Regions from separate parts of the Danio rerio genome. Here region 2 is linked to region 1. The links are chromatin contacts, called in public Micro-C maps. All regions are on one chromosome and are shown on one strand. Each heading gives the region's core, a stretch centred on a gene start, on an enhancer-like site or on the middle of the called end of the contact. The rest is flanking DNA. Distances are from core to core; before and after follow the strand shown.

Region 1 (5,322 bases), core at 2,764-5,263:
CAGAAACGCCAACTGACCCAGCCGGGACTCAATCAGCGACCTTCTTCTTGTGAAGCCACAGTGCTAACCACTGAGCAACCATGTCACCGTAATGTAATATTGTTCAGTTTTAAATATTGCTATTGTAAAAAAGAGGTATGCAAGTATACTTGAATTCAATTCAATTGAACATTATTCAGCATGAAATACTTAACCAGATATAGTTGCGGATCCGCTGGTGATCATGGCGGTCCGTCCCACTCCGAGACCCATTCCCATGGACATAGAGGTGCCCATGGTGCCAGTGCTGATTCCTCCGATGCTGTCGGCTCCCGAGGGCCCGAACTCACCCTGGTCAAAGTGTGAGTTGTAGTGGATCCTGGGGAAGGTGCTGCTAGAGGACAGCTGGTTGTTGAGGGGCATCAAGCAGTCGGGCGGCAGGCCTCCGGGTCCCGGGGCCGGGGAGAAATGGTGAGGGTCAAGCGCTCCGTAATGATCCATTGCTGACGGTAAGAGGTATGGCGTGTGGGATGGCGGGTACACAGAGCCCAGGTGAGCGGGAGAGCGAGGCGGCTCGCAGTCGGACAGGTGACGGGTGCGCTGGGGGGTGAAGGCTTTCATGGCAGAATGGGGGAACGCCCCCCCACCCTAAACCTGGAGCATGAGCCCGCCGGGGAGAAACAGAAACCCTGCAGACAAACAACAGAAAAGTGGATATAGTAATGGACAAATGGTTAACCTATGGCTCAAAAATGACCCCTAAACAAGCAAACAAACACATCCTCAACACTTAGGCCGTACTCACACTAGGTACAGTTGCCTCGAACCGGGCCAAAGCACGCTTGTCCCCCCTCCCATCTCCCCCGATGGCCCGCGCTCACACCACAAACGGGCTTCGGCACGCTTACATCATCGCTGCTGCGCTGTTCTGTGAGAAGCGCTCTCTCACCCAGCAGCACAGTGGAGATTTCTCTAGTTATATCGTTTCAGTCGTTTGATATGACGTCAAATATTTCGCCAAACAGTCCTTAGAGATGCGGGGGCACGCAGTCAGATATTTCGCCGAACAGATCCGCCACTTTTGGCGCTCATAAACAATCATAAAGCCCTCGTGCTGCAGGAATGAGGAGGTCTGCTGAAGGCGCGCAGCTGTCATGCAGTGAAGGGTTTGCGTCTTTAATAAACTACGGCAGTTTGCGTTGACTGAACAGTAAGAATTATTAATAAATCCATATGAAACAATGCCTTAAAAGTCACGTCTCGCTTTCAGTTTCGGGCTTTGGCGCGTTTTGTACTCACACACAAGCGTACCGCGCCAAAGCCCAAGTGAACCGGGCTCAGGCACACCTCTTCCAACCGGGCCAGGGCCGGCCAAGTGAACCGTGCTTGAGCCCGATTCAGCGCACTCACACTTCTCAAACGATCTGGGAAACGGGCCTGGGCACGGTACGGATGGCATAGTGTAAGTAGGCCCTTATTTCTCTTTTGTGCCTTTAAAGGTCCCGGGAAGTACTTTAAAATGTTTAATTTTTACATTTTTTTTAAATGTTTGATGTAATCTCAACTGAAACATGAAGAGAGGGTGGGACTAAGAGTAGCCCCTCCCCTTTTTTAACTGTTATTGACTGTCAACATTCTTTAAAACATCTTCTTTTGTTTAACAAATTCTTGTTCAGCAAATTACTGTACTGTTAAAATCCCCACACAGAATTCATGGAAAGTCCCACAATGCTCTTTCTTCACGCGAGGGAACCAATAATCAGTGAGTCAAACATGCATGGTGCATTGCCGGTTTCCTACCTGACATATATCGAGCGAAACACACATCTACACACACACACACACACACACATTACACACAGACAGATGAACACAAACCACATCTACAGCATTGTCAGGATCTTCCTTCAACTAAATCAAAGTAAGAAAAGCATTTGTTTGCAGTGCACGCCAGGCCTGAGCTCACAGATGGGGGCTTCATGTTGGTAAATCGGATTGAAGTGCTTGATGCATAGACCGGCATCACCTGCTCAAAACTCCTGCAAATTCTCCCTTCAGGAGAGCGAAAGAGCAGCGAGAGACAGACAAACAGAGAGAAAAGTGGAGAAACGAGACGGCTGAAGCAGATCTGCACATCAGCAGGACACGCAAACAACAACACCACCACAGAAGAGGAGACGCGCAGACACTGCCATTACTTCAGCTCTGAGGAGACAAAAACAACCACAGGAGCCTGCAGATCGACACAGGTGACCGAGCATTCAAGAAAAACTCATTAAATCTCAAAAGACAACAGCAAAAATCAGCTCAGCATCAAAACACGAGCTGCTACTGCGAAATACACAAGATTAAACTGCAAAAAAAGGTCAACTAAAATCTTGTTGCACAGATTAATCACAGATGAGACGTCAAATCAGATATACTCTAAAGTATTTACCTATATATTACTTGTATAAAAAGAGACATCCCAAGAGGTTTTCCTGGTAAAATAAAGGTTAAAAAAAATATATATATATATATGTGTGTGTGTGTGTGTGTGTTTCTAGATATAATAAGATCAAGCAGCTTCAAACACTTAATACACTTCTCTGAACGTACACACTCACTGGCCACTTTTTTAGGTACATCAGTCCATCTGCAACTGTACATTTCTAATCAGCCAATCACAAGGCGGCAACATACATTTAGGGGGCCCCCAGAGACAAAATAAAGCGCCCGCGACTCCCCCATCCCCCCTCACTTTCATCCTCGGTCACCCCCACACCACTACTCTTCACTCTTATCAGTGAATCCAACCCCCCCAAACCCTATGCTCTTCGCTTTCATCCACGATACACCCATAACCCCCCACTCACCACCCCCACCCCCGGTCTTCACTTTCATTTGCGATACACCCCCAGCACCCCCCCCCACCCCTGGTCTTCACTTTCTTCCGCGATACATCCCCCAACCAACCCCCAACCACCCACCATCCCTCCATCCCCAACCCATCCCGGTCTTTACTTTCATCAGCGATCATCCCCCAACCGCCCCCACCCTGCTCTTCACTTTCAATATTACCCCCTACCCCACACTGCTGCACTTCATTTTTGTCCTCAATCACCTACCCCGCCCGCTCTTCACTTTCATCCGTGACCACTCACCACTACCCCCCCCCCCCCACCTCCAAAAAAACCCTGGTCAGGGGGCCCGAGACGCACCTGTCAACGCCACACCCTACACAGCCTAAAGCACCATGTCATAAAGCGTAAATCATCTCAGACTGGTTTCTTAAACATGACAATGAGCTCACTGTACTCAAATGGCCTCCACAGTCACCAGATCTCAATCCAATAGAGCAATCCAATAGTGGTGGAACAGGAGATTGGCATCATGGATGTGCAGCCGACAAATCTGCAGTGATGCTATCAGGTCAATATGGAGCAAAATCTCTGAGGAATATTTCCAGTACCTTGTTGAATCTCTGCCATGAAGGATTAAGGCAGTTCTGAAGGCAAAAGGGGGTCCAACCCGGGACTATTCAGGTGTACCTAATAAAGTGGCCGGTGAGTTTAGTAAGTAGTCGGGTGAAAGTTTGACCAAATAGTCAAAAGTGAAAAGTAAAAACTGCAATATGAAGAACTCATTCAACGATGTATTGAATGCATTATAGATTATTGCCATGAGAAGAAAAAAGTGTGCATGAAGATAATAAACACACTGTTCAAACACTAAATCTCATCTCCTGTTTCTTTTCTTGTGAAGTGAGCTGAACGATGACCTGTGCTTTCGTGATCATGTGTTTCTCCATCTGCTCCAGTGTAATAAACTCTGAGTGAGCGTGATGCGGCTGTCAAACACAGACACACACACCGCTGTTCACTGGAGAATTACAGTAAAGCAGCATCTACACACACACACTTAGTGTGAATGTTTAACTCCAGTGTACAGGCCAGATTTACCAGACTTGTTGGTTGAGCTTCACCATCTGCTGCGGAGTGTGTTTAGCACAGGTGGGCTCTAAGACACGCACAGCGCACACACACTCGTTATACTGAAAACATGCGGATCACTCATTCTGACAGCAGGGGGTGCCAACAGGCTACACATTCAGCTGGATCACTAAAGTCAAACACAAAGAATTAATGAAGCCAAGAGTCACACATGTAATAAAGGAACAGTTCACCTACACTGAAACATGACTTTTTGGTGGGGTAAAATCTAATAAACTTGCTGCCATCGCTTTTACATTTGAATATTCAAGGATAACCAGCATTTCCAAAGTGAAATATTTACACATTTACTCAATGTAATAAATAAAACGAGTGGAAAAAGCTAATATTATTATTCATTGACTTGTAATATGTGCATTTTTTTAACATTTGTTTGATGTGGTAAAATCGAATTAACTTACTATCATAATTTCTAAATCGTAATATTAACAGTCCAAAGTGTTTCCTAAATTTTCTAAGTGAAATATTGAATATCTACACATTTACTTGATGCAATAATTTAAACAAGTGGAAAGAGTTAAATATTAATGTTCATTCACTTTTTAACGATTAAATGTGGACATTTTAACTATTTAATATGTACATTTTTAAAATTTTTTTTTGCTCTGGTAAAATCTAATAAACTTTCGATCATCATTTTTAAATTGTAATCTTAAATTCCAAGCAGCAGCACGGTGGCGCAGTGGCTAGCTCAATCGCTTCTAAGCAAGAAGGTCGCTGGTTCCAGTCCCGTCTGGGCCAGTTGGTGTTTCTGTGTGGAGTTTGCATGTTCCCTCCATGTTGGCGTGGGTTTCCTATGGGTGCTCCGGTTTGCCTCACAGTCCAAACACGTGTGCAATAGGGCAACTGATGAACTATATTAGCCGTAGTGTATGTGTGTAAAATGAGAGTGTTTGGGTGTTTCCCAGTACTGGAAGGGCAAGAAAATGAATGAATGAATGAATGAAAATGTAATGAATTTACTGTCATTATTTTTAAATTATAATATTAAAGATCATACACAGAGATGGGTTGCAGCTGGAAGGACATCCGCTGCGTAAAACGTGCTGGATAAGTTGGTGGTTCATTCCGCTGTGGCGACCCCAGATTGATAGAGGGACTAAGCCGAAAAGAAAATTAATGAATGAATGAATATTAAAGGTCAAGGATAACAATTTCCGAAGTTAAATATTTAATATTTACACATTCACTTGATATAATAAAAGGAAATGAGTGTAAAGAGTTCAATATTAATATTTATTTACTAATACGTAATGTATTAAACATGTTTTGGTGTGGTAAAGTTTAATAAATCAACAGAAATTTCTAAATTTTAATATTAATTTTTAACGATAACTACAATTTCATAAGT
Region 2 (6,054 bases), core at 2,062-4,561, 200 kb after region 1:
CAAGAGAAAGAGTTTTTATGAATCATGTCTGTTAAGTGAAGTAGGTCATTTCACAATTGCTCGGTCAGACAAACAAGTTGCACACTTCGACTTTGAGAAATGTTTATGAGGGTTGAAATATGTGGTTGCTTGGACTATTTTATGTACTGTAAAACCCAAGAAGTTAACTCAAACCATTTGAGCAATTGATTGCAACAAACCATTTAAGTTTAAAAACTAATCCTATGAGTACTGGGAAGTTACTCCATTTGAGTAATCGAAGCAATTTGAGCACAGTAAAACTCAGTGAATGAAGAGAACTCAAACCAACGGAGTGCTGTAAAACCCAATAAGTTAAGGCAACTCAAACCGTTTGAGGAAACCGTTGGCAACAGACAATTTGAGTATTGTGAACTTACTCCATTTAGGTTAAAGTAATCAGGTATTTAATTAACTCATTACCTTTAACACTGAGTTCAAAACTCTTTTCAAATGAGTAGATTTAACCTACAGTCAATTTTGAGTTAACTACACTCGTTTCATTTGATAAAGCTGACTGTTGGGTTTTACAGTGTGGTGTTTTTTGGGGGACACCAGGACAGACAGGTCATGGACTGTATACAAAATGCACATGTACAAGAACACTGTGAATGATAAAAGAGCGAGGCAGTTATGCATTTTCATGTTTGGGTGAACTAAGCCTTTAAAGGATAAAATATGTTAGTATTCGAGGCCAGATGAAAGCAGTTTCCTGTGCAGGCATTTCGTCCATGTGGACTTTTATGGCACAGATCCCACATGCTACTTATCCTTGTCCACTCAGCACAAGATTGCTTTGTTTTATCTTCAGAAAGAACAAAGGCCTTGCAGGGCAGCTTCTTCTGAAGGGGATTCAAGAATGCTTGCGTGCAAGCCAATAAAAGGCATCAAGACCCAAACTATTAAATATCTGGTGGTCATAACATGTGTCAATCTGAAATTATCTGCGAATCAACAAACTAGCTCTGTCTTTCTTGTTCTCTAGGCTGCATATTCCGATGTCCTGTTCCAGTGTGAGGGTTGGCCATTGTGTTTGAGTGACCGTGTGGTGATCCAACTTGCCGCCATCAATCCTTTGCTACTCAGACCTGGAGATTTCTACTTGCAGGTGGAACCTTTCGGAGAACAGTCGGCCAGAATTGTCCTCAAAAGTCTTCTTGTGCAGGAAGACCTCCTGGGGCAGGAGAATCTGATCTTGCAAGCAGGTTCCAGGGTGCTGGAGTGTCCTACAATTGAAGAGACACCAATCCTCGAGACCTCTTATCCATGCATATTCACAGAGTCCTGGCTAAGGGAAATAAATGAGGGGCGTCAAGGAAATCGTCTTTCTAGATGTGTACTGTCCTCTGACAAGGGGGTTGTGAAGGTACCTTGGACCGAAGTTGCCAACCCAGAATTCCTTGACAGGCCAAAATCGAACGTCTGGCCTGATTCAAAGCCATGTTCAACCGCAACAATCCGCGTAAGAGATCTTAATACTGAGATTTCAGATATCGAGTCTAAGGTAGTTGTAGATTTCCTACCTCTGGAGATGGAAACTAGGATTGTTCCTGCAATAGACGGCTTGGCGCTTTCTGTTCAGCTGGTTGAGAGTGGTAGCAGACTGGTGAAGGTTAATCAAGCACATACAATTAGTAGTTTTGCTGGAAAACCTGTTGGCTGGGTCTCACCTAATACCTGGGACAGCAGGCAAACACAGGAATTGGAAGGAGAATATGTGGATCTGCTGGAGTTCAACAAGGAGAAAGAGACTTTGGTGCCAAACAAAATAGCAATGCCCATGAAGCCATTAGGCTTCAAGCTAGTCAGGACAGCTCAACCTTCCTCAAAGAGCAATGTTAGCATATGTGGCGTGGACTGTAATCCAAACAAACAGCCATCTGAGATCATGCAACACGATCCAGATTCCAAATGCAGGTATCGGCAGTCCTACATGGCAGCTCTCAGAAACCCTGTGAATTTTGAGAGAGCAAGTATGCTGCCTTGTCTAGATGAAACAAGGACGGATGCAGGGAAGGCTGAGCCAAGCTGTGAGGGATACGGAGTTGGCCTCAGACTTCAACCTTCGAGTTGTATGTTTGGCCAGACACCAAACCAAGCAGACAGAAACCCGATGCAATCCTTTGAGAACTCAGCCCAACAAAAGCAAAGCCCAAAGAACTCGACACAGCCAAGTCAAAACGTGCCCCATGACCGTAAGTCAAGGGAAAACGCAGACTCTCCTGACCAACATATGACCCAACTTATCACAAGCATGGTCCAAGCAAGACAGCATCACAAGTCATTCCTCACAGGGCAACCGGATCTCCCTCAGACTGTACTGGGAACTAAGGCCTTACCAGATAAAAGACATCCCTGTCTGAACAACGCCATTAGACAAGATTCATTTCACATGCGGATTAGTGGCCAGAAGCATGCCAAAACCCAACACTTACCCAAAATGGGACTCAGGGCTTTACCTGACCACGGTGGTCACAGACATGATGCTAATCTATGTTTACAAGGTTTCTCTCCTATTCAGCACTCACAAAATCAGCCAACACATATCACCGAACAAACACCTCAGCCCCAGATCAGCCAGAATCCATTCAGAAATGAGAACAGCCTTTTGGATTGCAATGTCTTCTGTGATGACAGGCATTGCGGAAGAGGCCCGGGTTCACCTGTACAGGTGATCAAAGGTAAAAGCAGGTCTAAATCCCGCTCATCTTTATCAGTCTCGGAAACAGCCAGACAGTGTCTGCAGTCAAACAAGCCGACCAACCGAAGCCACAGTGATGTCTATCCAGAGATCATTCCCATGTTGCCTGCTATCCACGGAATTAAACACACAGCTGACTTGGTATCCCCAAAATTAAACAGACCACAAGAAGCAAGGAAGGGTAAGTTGGGTTAGACCTCTGCGTGTAAAAGGAGACCGTGCTTGTGATTGCTTACAGAGTCAAATAAGTAGAACTATTCTAACAATTCTCTCTGAGGTTACTTGCTGCTGCGTGTCAGCTAATTGCATACAGATTTTCACCCCACATCTTACTTTGTTGTCAAAAGACCACCTGAAGCAACATGGCGTCTGGCCAACATGCTGTTTTTTAGATTCTTTATCCTTAAATGAAAAGCATGTCCAGACGTGACTGATATGTACAGTTGTGCAAACTACTACTATGTGGCCACATCTAGTTGCCGCTTCCATGACACATATTAAGTGATTTACAGATGACCTTGACCCTAGTCCTCTGCTGCGGAGAAAATATCCCCTTCTGAAAGGTCATCTTAAAAGAGTGCAATGTGACACTGGCCAAAGGTCAGGAGTGTGCACGGCATTCCTCAAGGGGATTTCTCTGCAGTCCTTCATCTGATGTCTTTCTTCAGCAGAACTGAATGAAAGCATTCATGAAGACCAAGAGCCAAAGCAGGGAACAGACATAGCTACATCCTTCCCCGTTTATAGGGGAAGCTGTTAGATGTCTTTGTAAATGGGACAAGTCATTTTCTTAAATATGTTCTAAAGGGGAGGGCAACAGCTCCATCTAGCTGCAACATATATGTGATGCTGGACTACAAAACCCTGCTGCATGGGTATATCAGATATATTTAGGGGTAAACAGGGCTGGAGTGGGACTCTTTTTCAGCCCTGGAGTTTCAAGTCTTAGACCGGCCCACCTCAGTTCACCACTGACTATATTAAAATAAGGTCATTTTCAATTCAGTTTCTAATTATACTATCACGTCTTTTTTTAAGAAAACAGCTGTTTTAGAACTTCAAATGTTCAACAACCCTTAAAGTATTATATGTCTTAACAATAAAAATGAAAAAAAAAAAATGTTACTCAGACGAGGATCGAACTCTGGTTGGCGGCGTCATAACCTAACATGCTAACCACTGTATCGCAACAACTGTATAATGAATGTTTACTTATAACATCATTAACCTGCAGGCTGCATCTTGCTCATGAGGCTACGAGAAAATAGATAAAAAGAACAGAGCTGCGGTAAAATAATGAATAAGAAGGCTGTGGTCAAGTAAATAAATAAATTATTTTTAAAAAGTGTGACTGCTGAGAACGACAGATTCTGGTGCTAGGGACACCGGCCCTCGCAGAAAAAAAAGGGACCGGCCCACCAGGAATTCTCCCAGTCCTCCCGATTAGCCAATCCGGGCCTCGGGGTAAAAGATTTTTCTTTCATGCCAAACATCATTAAAACTTTATGTAAAGGTTATGTTCAATGAAGAATGATATCGATTTCCTAGATTTTTAGACTCTCAAATTCTAGATTTTAAAATGGTTGTATTTTAGCCAAATATTGTTCTTTCCTACCAAACCATGCATTAATGGAATGCAGAATTAATTATTTATTTATTTATTTATTTATTATGCTTTTTGACCGATGTATAAATCTCAACTTCAATTTTGTGGCTCAGGATCACATATTTTCACTCATGCAATACGTTCATAAAAAGACTAAAATGTTGATTTTAATTAATTAATTCATTTTCTTGTCGGCTTAGTCCCTTTATTTATCCGGGGTCGCCACAGCGGAATGAACCCCCAACTTATCCATCAAGTTTTTAAGCAGCGGATGCCCTTCCATCCGCAACCCATCTCGGGAAATAAAACGTTGAATTTCTGTGGGTTTTTATCACCATGTTTTGTCCTGTTATGCTTAAACTGTAATTTGTCTCTCCTTCTAAGAAGTCTCCTTATCTGGAAAAGCTGGAGCTCCAGTTGTAAATGGAGTGGAGCTCCAGAAGCTCCAGCACTCCGATCAGCCAACGACTGGCCAGTCTGTGACTGAAATTCAGGGCATTTATATTTCCCAGGACCCCACGATCAAGAGCCTTCTTCAGCTAGGCATCATCTGCCTCCCAGGTACTGTATGCCTCCTAATCAGTTTTGAGTTGTGCTTTAGTGGTTTAAGTTCAAGGCTACAACTTTGGTTGATAGCTAAACAAAGACTTGAGTTGCATCACAAATGACACATTATACACTTTTATATTCCTTTTCGTTCAGCTTAGTCTCTTATTTATCAGTAATCACCACAGCGGAATGAATCGCCGACTTATCCAGCATATGTTTTATGCAGCAGATGCAAACACAGTCCTGGGAAACACCCATACACTCTCATATTCTCACACAACACACTACACACAATGGCCAATTATGTTTATTCAATTCACCTACTACATGTGTTTGGACTGTGGGGGAAACTGGAGCACCTGGAGGAAACCCACGCCAACACGGGGAGAACATGCAAACTCCACACAGAAACACCAACTGAGCCAGCCAGGACTCGAACCAGCAACCATGCCACCATCTCACCGCACTTAAAATATATAGAATATAATTTACCTATAGAATAGAATAGAATAGAATAGAATAGAATAGAATAGAATAGAATAGTAACATTTGGCCTTGACCAACAGTTAGACAAAAGGTAATTGATCTTACGTTTTGGATTAAGCCTAGCCTGAGCACTTTATGAAACATAGACCGTAAAAGATATGGATGTAGTACCCGTGACGTCACCCATAGGTTTCTGAAGAACGCAAAAGAAGCTACAAGTAGGCGTGGCCAACCATCACCATTTTGTTCGCAAGTGACAGACCAAATGACAGGTGCTGACATTGTCTTAACTGATGCTCAACACACACAAATTGAATTATTTATGCATTTATACTGAATTTATATGATTTATGCAGCAAAAAAACGGTCTTTGTTTCTAGTCCAAATATCTACATTTCAAAGCGAAAGCTTATTTATAAAATTATTTAACATCCCCCATTTAGCTTTTTTAAGGAAAAACTCTTAATTTTCCCTTATTTCTTTAGAGATTTAACACAAACAATTTTCTTACTTACAATACTTTTAGATATTTGGACTAGATAATAAGACAAAGCAAATAAAAAAAAAAATTCTTTGCATTGTGATTATTTAATTTCTGTACCTAAAAACCAACACAATCTCACTGCAATTCGTAAATTTTTCATTTAGTGGCTAATTCGTGTGAATTAGCATGATCTTATTTGTACAATTCTGT

The links. Hi-C and Micro-C count contacts between places; a contact is called where the count stands out from the background.
Region 2: a contact with region 1 is called in a Micro-C map of caudal fin, with 4 times the contacts expected there. The contact joins two enhancer-like sites. A contact is called at or near these places in 2 of 18 Hi-C or Micro-C datasets (caudal fin and an unstated tissue).

What each region holds. Positions count from the first base shown.
Region 1 is chr6:2,449,833-2,455,154 of GRCz12tu, forward strand. It overlaps dlgap4b (discs, large (Drosophila) homolog-associated protein 4b), which reads right to left. Exons shown (of 15, transcript XM_073953506.1): 5 at 195-668. The coding sequence starts at 600. Among named protein-coding and RNA genes, the nearest start is that of tgif2, 58 kb to the left of the region's middle. Within about 2 kb of position 4,014, at least 9 of the 62 cell types and tissues checked have an H3K27ac peak or open chromatin away from gene starts, as enhancers often do.
Region 2 is chr6:2,649,585-2,655,638 of GRCz12tu, forward strand. The region is part of intron 1 of dlgap4b (discs, large (Drosophila) homolog-associated protein 4b); the gene reads right to left. quob (quattro b) reads left to right here. Exons shown (of 23, transcript NM_001004109.2): 3 at 1,004-2,900; 4 at 4,713-4,886. Among named protein-coding and RNA genes, the nearest start is that of dlgap4b, 5.1 kb to the right of the region's middle. Within about 2 kb of position 3,312, at least 11 of the 62 cell types and tissues checked have an H3K27ac peak or open chromatin away from gene starts, as enhancers often do.